Regions from separate parts of the Zea mays genome. Here region 1 is linked to region 2. Evidence: chromatin contacts called from public Hi-C data. All regions are on one chromosome and are shown on one strand. The core of a region is the stretch at or near the end of the contact, and the rest is flanking DNA. Distances in the headings are between cores, read along the strand shown.

Region 1 (3,415 bases), core at 492-2,991, 170 kb before region 2:
TGTCTTTGTCCTCTGTCTTTGTTTAATCCATTTGCCATTGGAACTGATAAGCACCGGAGTAAGCAGACTGGTTCAGAGCGGCATCGTTGTCTCTGGTTGGGGCACTATTGTGCATGCAAAAGGATGAATTGAAGGATGAGCATTGTATGGGGGAGAAGCACCAAACAGGGGAGAGAACGAGGGAGGAGCACCATACAATCCATATAGAGGAGCATCATATGGGTATCTATACGAGTATGGATAAGTGAAATGTGATGGAGGAGAAGCATCGATGGTAGAATCTTCAGTAGGAGAGGAGAAATGCCGATGGTAGAATTTTTATTGGGAGGATGAGGAGCATCCATGTAATGTCAGAAGGGATACATAGAAGAATATGATATAAAAATAGAGGTTGTGGACTCAGGTAACAGGTACAGGTAGAAACATCCTCCCAAGGTCATCGAAGAAGACATGTCCCACATCGGTAGAGGTGTGAGGACATTGTGGAAATTGGTTGTTGAGCAAGTAGGTGAAGGTTTCAAAGTTTGGACTCTACCTAAGATCCATATTAAATAGAGAGTGGAAGGTTAAAGGAAGATAAGCGAATTGGAGAGTGAGGTGTAAATGAACTCAAACATCCACATCTATTTATAGAGTGGATTCTGTGATTTTTAGCTTTTTTAAAAAAAATGAACTTCAAATGGTTAAAATAGCATGAACTAATCATGAGGTAGTTCTAGTCAATACTAACTGCAATCGATACTAACTAGACCGATCGATTGATAGGCGTACCAATAGATCGACCGAACTGATCCACATTAGAGCTACACTAATTAGTACCGACCAGCGGCACACCCACACCATTAGTTGGTTTCTACTTTCTACCGATGTTAAAATCAGCCTAGACCATTAGGGGGCGTTTGACAGAGCTCCCACTGCTCTGTTCCTAGCGAGAATCACTTCTAGGAAGCTAAACCGCTAAAAACTGAGTTGCTCTATGGTGAGAGTGAAGTGAATATAGTCACCATTTTGTACAAGAGAGTGGGAGCAAAAAAAACCCGCTTCCCGCTGCTCCTAACCTGCTCCCCATACTCCAACCCCCCAGGAATCACTTCATACATAATTTGCCAAACAGTTTTCGCTAAATAGATTCACTTCTACTTCATAATTATTTGGAATCACTATTTTAGAGAATTAGCTCTCGGAGCTAAAGAATCATGGACCGCTGTCAAACGAGGCCTTAAATTCTTGGAACTTTAAGCGTTATATAGAGTGGTTCATATTTTCATCGGTTATCATGTCTTACGGATATTTTTCTATTTTTAAAATATTTGTTAAATCCGCATTTATTTTTTAAAACAAACATCCAATGTTTTTTCTACATACAAGTATGAGGAAGCTAAGGAAATGGAACCTAGTTTGGTTATTTATTTATTTTCTGGCAACGTGCTGGTTGATTGTGACGTTAGTCTAGGTGTCAGATTTGTATCTATGATGGGCCTTTTTTTTCCTTTCGCAACTTTCACCTGTGAATAACGTTCTTGCATAATCGCACGGGCGAAGCCTTCAGAAGCACACGTTGGTTGTGTGGCTCACTGGCACCGCGCCACTCAGCTCAGCAACGATGCAACCACCTGACAATGGCATCTCTTTGCGCGCCCTCGGCGCTCCTCGACCACCCCCATCGCCGTCGGAGACGAGACGAGCACCTATACCTAGCCGTATAAAGGCGGCAGGGCTTAGACAAGCTAGTGCAGGCTTCCCGGGCCCCTAGATTCTCTCTCGCGCTTCCGCTTTCCTTCTCCTGGTCCTGGCCATGGCCCACGAACGGGAGCCGCTCCTGCAGCAACGACAGACCGGCGTCGGCAATGCCTGCGGTGCCAAGGACTCGTCCTCGGCGCCGGCGCCGTCGGCTGCCGCGCTGCCGTCGCTGGCTAGGACCGTGCTCAAGTTCCTGATGTGGGCGGTGTTCCTCACCTGGGCCGCGGGGATCTTCCTCTACCCGACCAAGCCCGTGCAGGCCGTGTTCAGGAAGTGGGTCGGGCTCACCAGGGACTCCATGTTCGGCATCGCCGGTACGCCCCCGTGGAGCAATTTTGCTCTCCTCCTTTTCACACCCGTCTGAAATTAACGCAGGTTAGATTGACTGGGATTCTTTCCCCCTTTTCTTCTTGTTCGTAAATTCTTGCAGGGGGTATTTTCCTGACCTTCAGCGCGCCAATTCTGATCATTGCGCTTCTCGCATATGTGTACATCTCCTTCTTCCCGAGTGAGCATGTGGTGGAGTAAGTTTTTTTCCCCCTTTGTCTTCTAGTTTTCAGAATTTAGAAGACTCGTTCCAGAATTATGGGAACTTGAGTAGTTTAGGGGTGCTTGGGAACAAAGTTTTTCTGCAGTTTTGGAAGAATACTGCAGTATTCTCAAATACTGCAGTATTATATACATAATGGTGTTTGGCAAGCTGGGTAAAATCTCTGTTTTCAAAACTGAAGTATTGCAAATACTATAGTTGTTTTAAGGCATTCTAAACTTAGCTCTGGACCTCAGTTTTCAAAACTGCGGTATTATAAACTACGGTATTGTCATAACTAAAGTATAGTATAGTATTTCAAAAACTGTAGTTTTCAAAAACTTTGTTCCCAAACAGGGCCAGTAGTTTACTTCTGAGAGGGTGACCAACTGGCACTGAAAGTTCAGAGTCGCACATGTTGACTATTTTATACTGTATCTATTATAGTACTCGAATGGTTTCGATAACTTGAACTAGACTAGGCATGTTTAGTCCAATTATTTGGAGGCTATTTATGGCTACAAAACCAACACAGCGCAATAGGTTCAGATTCGAACACTGCAAGTTCAGGATGATATGAACATTTTGAATTCAGAGCAGAACCTTGCATAATTTTTACATAGATTTCCTGCTCCTGCTTCCGGTTCATGTACACTATTCTAGTATTCATCTCTACTTTTACTTGCGCGCCAGGAAAAGGAAGCTGCGCTCACTGAGTTTCAGGCTCTGGACTTTCCCTGTTCTTGTAGACGGCCCCTTTGGAGTTGTCTCTGCAGTTGAGTTCATCGGAATTGTCTTGTTTATAGTTTTTGTTGTCTACTCAATGACCTATTATGCCGTGGAAGCTGTGAGCCTTGTCTCGAAATTTGATATCCCATCAATGACTGAGAGGTATGTTCTATAACGAAGGACTGTTTGATTGAAACCCTGCAAAGTCAACAGTGTAACTCATTTATTTAGAATATAACAGTGTTATGCACACCAAGTAAATCGAGAGGGCCTCTAGCTGAGTTGGGTAGGTGGTTTGAATAGCACCACTCAGATTCTAAGTTCGACTTTCCGTGGAAGTTAATGTAATCCCATGGCTGTCTTTATGTAGATGATACATGATTTTATATCTACTGCAGTGTTAGTGTTTTTTAGGAG
Region 2 (3,267 bases), core at 83-2,582:
GATGAGCTGACAGGTGGTCCCAAACACTCGGAGAGTAGGTGAGAGCTCAGATGCACAATGAAACAGACTGGGGGTATTTATAGGCCCATTCGGTGGTACATGGTCCAAAATACGGCCCTGCCCCTGGCTACCAACTACATCTAGGGAATATCCCCTGCTACGGGGTAATTACAACATTGTTCGTACAGTAATTCGTGTACACTGGACTACACATCCACACGTTACACTGACAAGTGGGCCCTTTCGATGTCTTCTATTGCACCAGAGGTGTGCATGGTCGACTTGTGGCCTTCGTCCCGAGGGCCTCCGCGTCATTGCTCCCCTTGATCACGACTGGCTTGGGCACATCCTTTAATCGATGAGGAAATGAAGGCCTCGGCCATCGACGACTTGTTGCTGCCCGCCGGATCGAAGACCTCTTTGCTTGTGATCCTTCGACTGCCTGGCCATCCAAGGCCTCCGTATGACATAGTCCCTCCTCGACGTTCTCAGGTCAAAGGATGCCTTTGCTGATGGGCCCTTCGCTCGCGGATCTGCGAAGGCTATTAGGAAGGAAACATGGTCTTCGTCCGATTGGTTGAGGGCCTGCCAGCCCTCCGCCCAACAGCAGGTTGGATCACTGATGGTTGAGCTTCTGTAAGAGTTTGGAGACTATGATATGAATTGTGGATAGCTCGAGGCAAAGGTAATCAATATGTTTTTCCTTTTGTCGGTCAAAAGGTGATTAGAGAAGTAAACTCACAGGCAGAAGATCCTAGGCAACGACTAATGCGCAAGCAACCATTAGGCGCAAGCGTGTAAGAAGGTCTCTTTATCTGTTAGTTCTAGATCCAACCGTAGATGCAATTGTGATTTATTAGTTTTTTTATAAAGTTACACGAGGTGGTGGTAGAAGGGTTTAAGTGCTAAATATGAGGACATATTCAATGCAATCACTTATTTGGTGTAAACGTGCAATCAAAACATCCAGAGCGTCCAATTTAGATCCAATGGTTTCATACGGAAGAGGTTAAAGGTAAAATAGATACATGTTTCAGTAGAAGAGGTTAAATGTAAAATAACAATCACCATTGGATCTTGATCAAATGCACCAGATTGTTTGATTGCACGCTTGCACCAATATAAATGATTGCACAAGACATACCGTTAAATCTAGATCTAATGGGCCAAAATACCTGCTTTAACGTTTGTACCTAACGACTACTCGCATATTAGGGTTTGTTTGGAACCATCCATTTTTAAGAAACTGATTTATAGAAACTTAGGTGGTTCCAAACATACTAGTTTATACTTCAGTTTATAGAAATTAGATTCTCAGTTTATTAAAAACCAAGAAATTAACTTCTCCTAGCTCTAAAAGATAAAAACTGGGTTTCTTTGGAAGAGGCCCTATGTGGTTGCCTGAACCTGATCGTTTTTTTTTCTGTGTCCAGGGCTCCAGCGCGCTCTCCTCGTCCCTGTTCTTCCCTAGCCGCCGCAGGCTGCAGAGCCCCCGGCGAGCTGCCGCCCCTGCCACATATACTCAGCCTCCGTCCCTCGCCGGTCCCAATACCCTGTCGTCCCCAGACGAAGCCGACGAGCGTGACCCTCGCTTGCCTGAATCTGACGCCTCCGGGCTCGGGCTATAGTTCAATCGGTGCCGGCGGGGCAAGAGGAATGGCGTGGCGGATGATGCGAAGGAAGGTAAGAATAAGATGGAACTTTTAGCCGAGAGCTTAGTATTTGCGCGTGCGGAGTCCAGTTTTCCCTTCGATTTTTCCAGTAATAAGTTCTCGTAGCATCTCCGCTGACGCCTGCGTATTGCAGGATTTTCACACGGGCCTTGTGACTTTGGCGTTCCGAAAGGATCTTGGGTTCAAAAAGTTTTTCTCCAGTGGAAAAATCGGAAATCTGTCCCGTAAGTTGATCATGGTCTTGGTCTCATTGTCATGTTTTAGTTAAATCTCCCATAATTTATTGTTTGGAGTTACATCTGCCTTGGCTTCCAATCTGCAGAGGTCTACGGCAGTGATAAGCCCAAATACTCTGCTAATTGCATGCCCTCTAACCATTTCACTATCAGGTACGTTTATTTATGTGCTTTGCATGACTATACATGTTCTAAAACTATACAAGACATATCTGAAGCATCCAACACATGTATTTCAGTTTGGTTCTATTAGAAATCGGTAAAAGTGTGTTAGATACATCAGAAATCATCTTGGACGAAATTTACTTCGGCTTTATTGTTCTTCCAAACTTCTGAGTGGTGTCTGATGGCTGCAACTTGTGTATGCAACAATTCCCATGTCATATTGTTTGACCTTTCATGTGACCACAAATTAAGGAACTAAGTTGGTGTGATACTCATCATGTAGCTCCTTTTTTGTTCAAGTTTTATAATTGACTTAAAATATAGATGTTGTGTTTACATGTTGTATGCGACTAGTAATACCTTATTTTGTGCTATAAAAGTATGTGAATTACACCACACTTGTTAACACTGAAAACATTTGATGATAGTGCTTCATATTTTGGTTTATTTCTGATTCTTAAAAGCCATACATGTGACTGATGAGCACATGGATGTGAGCTTTGGGTTGTGTAAGATCATGAAGATTGTTGGGTGGTTTGAAGCTATCATCTGTCTAAAGAGAAAGCTTATAGGTAGATTGGATATACGGACTTCATGACATGATGCTAGATTGTATTTTGAGCTGGCTTACATGACATATTTTATAATTTTAAACATGGATATTTTTTCTTGTCCTCTGATGATCGACCTTTGAGTTTATGATATAGGGTACTGTTCTGATTTTTAACAAATGTGGATCACAATGATTAACACTATGGTTGAACAAATGAAAATTTTATTTGCCTTGGTAACTACTCAATTCAGATTTCATAGTTTGCTCTTGTCTCATTCTTTACCCTTCTAGTCTCATTTATTTGTTTGTCTTTTGAAACAGTTGATGCTGTATATCGTTTAGTACTGAAGTTTAGGCACCATTTTACTAGGATTCTTGCTACTGTTACTTTCATGTTGATTTCAGGTTTCATATGTCTTCTTTATAGGAATTTTAATGCAGGTGTTTATTTGTTAGCATGGAGTCAGAAAAGGGAGGATGTTGTAGGTCTGAAAGCTCCCAAAAAGGAGAAGCGAGTGAAGAAAGAAAATAGAACACAACCTCCTGTAGAAGCACCATATGTTGCACCAAAAACGAAGATATCTATCAAACCTGTACCAGATAAAACTGTTGAGATTTTTGACGGGATGACTTTGCTTGA

Evidence for each region. A called contact is a pair of places that touch in the nucleus more often than the background predicts.
Region 1: a Hi-C map of leaf shows a contact between it and region 2, with 2.4 times the contacts expected there. The contact joins the promoter of LOC100281526 here to the promoter of LOC606453 in region 2. A contact is called at or near these places in 7 of 25 Hi-C or Micro-C datasets (bundle sheath, ear, leaf and 2 more).

Annotation. Positions count from the first base shown.
Region 1 is chr2:47,981,185-47,984,599 of Zm-B73-REFERENCE-NAM-5.0, reverse strand. LOC100281526 reads left to right here and starts at 1,741. Exons shown (of 9, transcript NM_001368024.1): 1 at 1,741-2,054; 2 at 2,171-2,264; 3 at 2,963-3,160. The coding sequence starts at 1,796.
Region 2 is chr2:47,811,767-47,815,033 of Zm-B73-REFERENCE-NAM-5.0, reverse strand. LOC606453 (translation initiation factor IF-2) reads left to right here and starts at 1,332. Exons shown (of 7, transcript XM_008671126.3): 1 at 1,332-1,683; 2 at 1,807-1,897; 3 at 1,996-2,062; 4 at 3,055-3,267. The coding sequence starts at 1,657.